Linked DNA regions of Mus musculus: region 2 is linked to region 1. A link is a contact called in public Hi-C data. All regions are on one chromosome and are shown on one strand. Each heading gives the region's core, a stretch centred on a gene start, on an enhancer-like site or on the middle of the called end of the contact. The rest is flanking DNA. Distances are from core to core; before and after follow the strand shown.

The links. Hi-C and Micro-C count contacts between places; a contact is called where the count stands out from the background.
Region 2: a contact with region 1 is called in a Hi-C map of the N1E-115 cell line, with 4 times the contacts expected there. The contact joins the promoter of 4930401C15Rik here to the enhancer-like site in region 1. A contact is called at or near these places in 1 of 484 Hi-C or Micro-C datasets (the N1E-115 cell line), 2 of 115 datasets of contacts at active chromatin or transcription factors (both in embryonic stem cells) and 1 of 9 other capture datasets (embryonic stem cells).

What each region holds. Positions count from the first base shown.
Region 1 is chr10:25,785,239-25,789,589 of GRCm38.p6, reverse strand. 4930401C15Rik (RIKEN cDNA 4930401C15 gene) reads left to right here. Exons shown (of 5, transcript NR_045349.1): 3 at 738-889; 4 at 3,953-4,156. Among named protein-coding and RNA genes, the nearest start is that of 4930401C15Rik, 50 kb to the left of the region's middle. Within about 2 kb of position 1,414, at least 35 of the 459 cell types and tissues checked have an H3K27ac peak or open chromatin away from gene starts, as enhancers often do. A contact at or near this core is called in the N1E-115 cell line, where this site is marked.
Region 2 is chr10:25,835,089-25,839,177 of GRCm38.p6, reverse strand. It overlaps 4930401C15Rik (RIKEN cDNA 4930401C15 gene), which reads left to right and starts at 1,741. Exons shown (of 5, transcript NR_045349.1): 1 at 1,741-1,771. It also overlaps the pseudogene Gm19801 and the pseudogene Gm6906.

The sequences.
Region 1 (4,351 bases), core at 165-2,664:
ACTGCAACAGTCTCTTTTAGACACTCCTCCTACCAAGCCTCCAGTTGGAAACACTGCCTCTTGTACCATTGTTCTTCATAATGTTTTCCGTTTGAAAGGCTTTCCTCAGGACAGGTGATGACCTTTTGATGCAATACAGAGTACAAGGTGTGCAGGTGTGCATAGATGTGCAAGTCCTAGCTAGGGAAAAATGTCAACTTGGCTGAGTGGAAGCCTCACAGGTTATCATGAGAAGAGTACCCTGGGAGGTCTATCTGGGGGTTAGCCTCAGGTGAACAACTGTAGGCTATTTGGATGCATTGATGGGGGACATGATCAAAGCAAGTGTGGCAGACCAAATGAAAGAGAGTTTCTAGAGGACAGGGAAGACACGGCATATAGTTTAATTGTGATATAAGAACAAAGGGCTCACGTGACGCTCAGGTGAAGACTTTGTACCTGTGGATCTGAACAGATGTTCAGTAGTCAGCAAGAGAGACATCTGCGAGCTTTATCTTTTCACAACTTGGTGCTAGCATTAGTGCTGTGTTAGAAGCAGGACCACGGGGCCTCTCAGGAAATTACATTGACCTTTTAGGATAAATGAATAGGCTCAAAATTAGATTCTTACACCAACTGACTAAAGGAAAAAGCTATTAAACTGTCAGGCCAGAGCTCAGAGTGGTATTTTATGAATTAGCATGATTCATCTTTCCAGTGAAAGGATCTGACCGAGAGTCATTTCCGCTGCTTCTCAGGATCTTCTCAGGATCAGATACTGGGCGGAGAAGTAGAGCCAGAGTGATTCACGGTGGAGATCAGACTGGACATCTAAACACTAAGTGCATACTCCTGTCATCCGATTCACCCAGACAGCATGCAGTTTTCCTAAATCCACTTGGTCTTTCTGGTAAATATTTAAAATGTCACTTTATAGGTGAGTTTAGTGATTTAGATATACAGAATATAGTCACATATGAAAGAGAATGTAACCCTTTGCAGCTGGCATCCCTTGTGGTGGCCTGACACAGGAACATGGTTTGTGGAATTAAAGAAGTGTCATTCTTAGGTGGGAATATTACATTCAAGTACTGACTGAGAAACAGTCAGTGAAATATAATATAATCATAGAGAGCTTTTGTAAACATTAGTACTTGGACACTCTTAAAAGGGGCAAGGATTTTCCTAGGCCACAGACGTATACATTCATTCGTTTATACTATTGCCTGTTTTCTGTTTCCAAAGACAACCAGGAGTGTTGGAATGAGTATCCTAGAGAGTGGCTGATAAGATAACTGAGCTGCTCTAAAAGAGGACACCTCACACAGACCGGTGTGGTTCAGCTTACCCAGTTTCTCCACCAGAGTTCATTCCTAAGAAAACCTTCAAACCCCCAGCCTCCATGCCATGTCCCCTGGCCACAAGCCCAGCTGCCTGCCTTGTTGCACATTCACCCTCTGAGTCACTGACCTCTGGCCATACACAGGGCAGACATCAAGGTACCTGCAACAGCCCAAAGTTTCCCTTTCCAGTTCGAGGAACAGAGTATGAGCTGCTGGTCTTATAGCTGAGTCTCTCAGGTAGACTCTCAGAGTCCTGGCCCCGAGAGTGGAGGGGCAGAAGCCCCCATCAGTCTGTACAGTACACAAAGGCCTTTATTGAAAGCAGTTCCAGCTAAACACCCTCCTCTCCTTATAGGCTCTAGTCTTGGAAGCACAAACCGTAAACACCTGGCCACAAATCGTCTCAGCATCTGGTTCGAGAGAACCCAACTTAAGATAGAAGCCTTTCTTACATTGGGTCCATTTCCTATTTCTAGTCCATGCTCTGCTATGATCCACCACATTCTTCAGTCATCCGCATCTCCTTCATCCCCCAGTGTGTCTCACCTACCCCTTTTCCAACATGGAAGTCACTTTCCAAGGAATATCTCTTCTTTTTTTTTTTTAAATATTTTTTTTATTACGTATTTTCCTCAATTACATTTCCAACGCTATCCCAAAAGTCCCCCACACCCTCCCCCGCCCCCCACTTCCCTACCCACCCATTCCCATTTTTTGACCCTGGCGTTCCCCTGTACTGGGGCATATAAAGTTTGCCTGTCCAATGGGCCTCTCTTTCCAGTGATGGCCAACTAGGCCATCTTTTGATACATATGCAGCTAGAGTCAAGAGCTCCGGGGTACTGGTTAGTTCATAATGTTGCACCTACAGGGTTGCAGATCTCTTTAGCTCCTTGGATACTTTCTCTAGCTCCTCCATTGGGGGCCCTGTGATCCATCCAATCGTTGACTGTGAGCATCCACTTCTGTATTTGCTAGGCCCCGGCCTAGTTTCACAAGAGACAGCTATATCACGGTCCTTGCAACAAACACTTGCTAGTGTATGCAATGGTGTCATCGTTTGGAGGCTAATTATGGGAGGAGTTGGTTCTTTGAGAAAATCAACAAGATAGATAAACCCTTAGCCAGACTCACTAGAGGGCACAGGAGCAACATTCTAATTAACAAAATCAGAAATGAAAAGGGAGACATAACAACAGATCCTGAAGAAATCCAAAACACCATCAGATCCTTCTACAAAAGGCTATACTCAACAAAACTAGAAAACCTGGACGAAATGAACAAATTTCTAGACAGATACCAGGTACCAAAGTTAAATCAGGATCAAGTTAATGATCTAAACAGTCCCATATCCCCTAAAGAAATAGAAGCAGTCATTAATAGACTCCCAGCCAAAAAAAGCCCAGGACCAGATGGGTTTAATGCAGAGCTCTACCAGACCTGCAAAGAAGATCTAATTCCAGTTCTGCACAAACTATTCCACAAAATAGAAGTAGAGGGAACTCTACCCAACTCATTCTATGAAGCCACAATTACTCTGATACCTAAACCACAGAAAGATCCAACAAAGATAGAGAACTTCAGATCAATTTCCCTTATGAATATCGATGCAAGAATACTCAATAAAATTCTCGCTAACTGAATCCAAGAACACATTAAAGCAATCATCCATCCTGACCAAGTAAGTTTTATTCCAGGGATGCAGGGATGGTTTAATATATGAAAATCCATCAATGTAATCCATTATATAAACAAACTCAAAGACAAAAACCACATGATCATCTCGTTAGATGCAGAGTGTCTCTTCTTGAAGTGTGGTTTATTTCGGGTACAACTATCCCATGCTTTCATGGAAATAAGTTCCCTCCATCCAGAGGACTCCTGTATACAATAAATAAGACAGCCATGAATCTGTGTATGCGACCCACGTTCATTTTCTCTGCTCTGTCATGAGGTTACTCTTCTGTGCTCGATTCTCAACTCCACTGACATCCAGCGTGCAGCACCAACCCTAGCTCAGATTTAAAACTCAGAGTTTTGACTGATAATTGTTGGAGAACGAAAGACCTTTGTCATCAAAACCTTGAGTCATCTTCCTGACAACAAAAGTCCCCATTTTCTGGTGACCTCTCTTCACAATGAGGTTCAAACGCACATGGAATAAGCAATGGTCACTGTCATAACCAAGGTGGTTTGAGGGTTGTATAATAAATCTTTCCAAGGCTAATCGTACAAACATGCCACATTTGCAAACTGGTATTGGGGAAATACTTACCATGTCTGCACTGTGCTTTCCCTGGTGGGAGCTTCAAATGGTTAATGGGCAGTAATCAGAAAATGATTTCGAATTCAAATCAGTGGCAGTGTTTCATTATAGCTGTTTAAAGGTTTGGTCACGAAACAAAGAGAGGTTGATTTCTAAAATGAGGAGGAAGTGCACTCTGTTTACTTCTATTTTCAGCAGATTTTTGTTTCAGAAATTATTTTTAGTGTTGATAAATTATGCTAATTGAGACAACCAAAAAATAGTATATTTGGAACTGAGGGAACATTCTTCACTAATGGATAATTATTTCTTAAGCAAGTTTAAAATTAGACTTGTGTCTTTTAATATTATGTTTGTTTATTTAGAAGAAAAAAAAACACCCTCAAGGGCAAGCTGAGCAGAGAGAACGGAAAACCCAGCATCTGGTAGTGCTTGCTGATACCCACGAAGCAAGGTGGTGGTCCTGAAGGACTCTTACATCTGGCTGAGGATGCTAAGAGAAATAGCGAGGTCCATCCACCAGGATCGAGCCTACAGGCACATCCAGGGGTTACAGCATTCGACTGAAGGTAACTTCACAGACCACTTGCACCTGCTAACACTGGGACATGGATGGATCCTGACAAATTTAGACCAATTCTATGCCATGTCTGAACTTGAACAAAACAACAAGTCTGCTGAAACCACCAAAATCCCTGAACCTGCCTTCTCCTGGCTGAGGGGAGTTCTGCTTCCCTGCCAGTTATACATGCAGGGTGATTTCA
Region 2 (4,089 bases), core at 492-2,991, 49 kb before region 1:
TATAGTTCTTTATATAACTACACATAAATCACCTGTCTGATGTGTATTTTAGGAAGGTATTTTTGCCCATGCTGTAGGTTCTTTTCATACCGCTGGGTTGTTTTTTTGTTTTTTAGTTGTGTGTGGGGGGGGGGGTGTTATTTTGCAGTTGTTGTTGTTGTTTTCTTCTTCTTTACTTTGCAGAAGGATTTTAATTTCATGTATTCCCATTTGTCAGTTTTGGGAATTATTTCTTGAGCAATTAGAATGTTTTTGAGAAAAAAATGCCTATAACTATATAATGAAATGTTTTTGCTATGCTTCCTCTGTTTCAAGCTTTTATATCTTACTGTAAATTAATATGAGTTATGCTTATTTCCATCTAGTTCAAATGAATGAGACTCAAACTATCACTTATTAGGCTCTACACAATTACTAGGGGATTACTCTAAGACTAGACTGGCTATTTCCTCAACTATGCTCACCAAATAGTCGCAGTTTGAATCTAACTGGGTTATTTCTGTTCCAGCAGTCTGGTGTCCTGGGGAGGCATTTCACTAGGGGTACATGCTGCTGGTCCATCATGGCTAATGGAGGCCCCCTGTTCTGTCTTTACTTCCTCTGTGCTCCTTTGCTTTCTCTCTCTCCTTTTTCTCCTTTCTCCTCCTTTTTATCTCTACTTGAGTGAGACCCCCCCAGCCTGGTAACTCCAACTTCACCTCTTTCTATTCCTCCCAAGTGATTGGCTGTTGCCAGTTTTATTTAACCAATATTGCTTTAATTGGGGAGTAAGGTTTTGTACAACAAAGGCTGATATACATGAGCCTTTTGTGGCAACCAGATCTCGGGGTACAGAATTTAGCATATGGATACAAGCAGCACCAAACCAACCCCCAACATCTTACATTGAAATACTTGATCCATTTTGGATAGATATTTCTGCAGGATGAGAAATACAAGTCTACTTTCACTCTTCTACATACAGAAATCCAGTTTCCTCAGCTCAATTTATTTATTTATTTTGTTCTTAATATTGTTTATTAGCACAGTAACAAATACAGACATAAGAAATCTAAATTAACCAATCAACTGAACAGTTCCTGTTCCACACTTACAGTAGACTCATCTTTGCAACAGCTTAAGGTATTTCACTACAGGTTTCCACAAATCCTGATTCAACCCTCAGAGTAATTTGCATATAAAATAAAATACATTAACTACATGGTGTCTTGTAGCCAGGTATCCATTTTACATATATGAGGTAACAAACTCATCTTTGCAAACTTTTAAAATACCATTGTTTCCTTCTAAGAAGGAAAAAACAAATTCCAATTTTTTTGAACCAAAAAATTGGACTTTACATAAATGACCATGTGTGTAACCTATACAAATTTAAGCTGATTTTGAAAGTATATTAGACTACAATCAATGGAGCACAAGTGTCTACACAGGCATTCTTTCCTGGTGTACTAAAAGTCAGCTCTAAAAGTTCAAAGTTTCAGCTCTAAAAGTCACTATTACCAGTTTGTCTACTGTAGCCTATATAGGCCTAGGAGAGGCGTTCTCTCTCATCTGATTAGTTAACTTGTCTCTCATCTGATTGGTTAACTTGTCTCTCATCTGATTGGTTAACTTTGGTCAATTCTCAAAACCTCATCTTGGCAAAAGAACCTTTACTGCCTATGTATGTGTGGTGACCAGCAGTAGCCAACTGCCACTCTGCAACTGCCACTCTGTAACTGCCACTCTGTAACTGCCACTCTGCAACGGCTTCCCACACTCCCTTGATACTGTAAGTTACAACAATCCTGAAAAGTAAGACTGAATAATATCTGTTATAGAAATACCCTACTCTTTACCAACTCCCACTCCCATACTTTCAAAACTCATAAACAGCTCTCTTCTGTGACAGACAAATTATGTAAGAACTGAAAAAACCCAGTTTATGTAGCATATCTCTTGGTCTGCCGTCTAGCCATTCTGTCGTGTTCTGCTCTGTTGGTCATATACTGAGTGTCAATACTTCCCACCAAAGGGTCAGCAGGATTGCAGTCTGTAAGGAGTGAGCAGATAGAAAGGAGGACTTTCAAGATGGTTAGTGCTGGGCTCCAGTTGTCTCTCAATATGTCCAAGCAAATAACTCCTTGGCTATTAATATTACAGTGATAAATTCTTGTACGAGATGTAACCTTTGGAGGCTTGAAAGGATACTCTGGTGTAAAAGTAATGTCAAGGAAGAATCCTCCACCTTCATACACAAACCCTGGAGGACCCAGAGTGCTTGATCTCCACTCATAGATGTTATCACCTTGAGGCCAGTGCTGCAGTTTGGCGGAGAGTCTAAAGTGATGCCTGCCAGCTCCTTCTGGATCCTCTTGGTGCTGGGAGAGAGGAGCTTCGAATTTCTGCTCATGCTGACTTTACTCTCCTTCTTCTTGGGGGTGTTGCCTTCTTTCTTGGGCTGCTGGTTGGAGGTCAAAGATGACAAGGAGCTGGTGCTGGCCCCTCTCTTTGTGTCTGGCTTTGGCTGCGGCTGGGCCTGGCCATTCGTGTCTTACTCTCCCTGGGAGAGTAGCCCAAGTGTCGAAACAGCAACTATTCTCAGCTCAATTTATTAAAGAGGCTGTCATTTCATTAATGGATATTTTTACATGTACTGGTGTCAAAAATCAGGTGGCCATAGCTATATAGGTTAATTTCTGGGTTCTTTTCTATCCTTTGGTCTACACATTTATTTTTGTGCGACTACCTGGCTGTTTTGTTATTATAACTCTGTAATGTAACTTGATGTTATTTATTGCCAAACCTTTGGTATTGCATTTTCTGCTAAAAATTGATTTGACTATTCAAGGTATTTCAGATTTTCATATGAATTCAAGGCTTAACTCTCATAATTCTGTGAAAGTAGAAGTTTTCTTAGTGGATGTAGTGAATCTGTAGGTCATATTTGGCAATATAGTCATTTTTCTTCATAAATTAGATAGTTCTACCTGTGTTTTTTAAAGCATGGGTTTGTAAGCCTTCAGTTGTGTTCAGGTGGTGTCAGAAGTTGGCATGATTTCATTGATTAGCTTCACCATTTGCCTTATGTGTTCACCCTCTTCTTTTAGGATAGACTGAATGCACTTTTGCTGGTAGGCACTGAGAGTAATGGTGGGTTTCTGGGGACTCAGCACTTTTTCCATCTTTCACTGCTGATAACTGACCCAACCCGCTGGTCAGTCAACAGGATCTGAAAGGGAGAGAGGGGAGATGGAGGGGCAAGAGACTCGAAGAATGGAGACAAGACAGTCTGTCTGATCAAGTCTTGTTTATTAAAAGGCAATTATCAGTATATAAGCACAAGCTGGGGAGTGCAGCTGGAGACACTTAACAACAAGTACCTTGCAGTACTAAACCGTAAGTCCAGGATGTGTCTGAGAAAAACGGCATGTTATCAGAGTGTGTTCAGTTGTGGTGGGCTGCTTGCAAAAACATCATGCTAGGAAAACAAGTCTCTCGTCAGGATGGAAAAGTACCAACCTGTAATAAATAACCTGAGATGTAATAAATAACCTGAGATGTAATAAATAACCTGAGATGTAATAAATAACCTGAGATGGCTGCAGAGATGAGAGCTGCTTTCTGCTAGGAGCCGGCTCCCAGCAGATAATCTTTTTTCATAGTAACCTGTTCGATGGCATTGCCTAGATATTGAGGTTGATCAGCTGTCAGCTCTAACTCTTTCTTCATGTCTCTCTCACTGTCAGAGCTGAGTATGAAAACAGTGAAGCACTTTTTCCGTCCTGTTCATATCTTCTTGCTGATCATATCATCTTGTGATATCTTCTTGTTTTTCTTTGGCTTCCTCATATTTGTCAGCTATGTGCTCTGCCATTTCCCGGAGACTTTTCTTCTCCTCTCTACAGTAATTGAGATCTAGCTGTTTCCTCTTTTGGTCACATAATAATTTGACCGTCTGCTGAATCTCCTCCTTAGCCAGGTCCTGCTTGAGAATGTACTGTTCTCAGAACACCTGGTGGCTCTGCTGATAAGCTGAAGATTACTCCTCAGGAGGGGGAACCAGATCCTTTTCAGATGATTTGAGAAATGCTGGGTTGGCAGCACTAT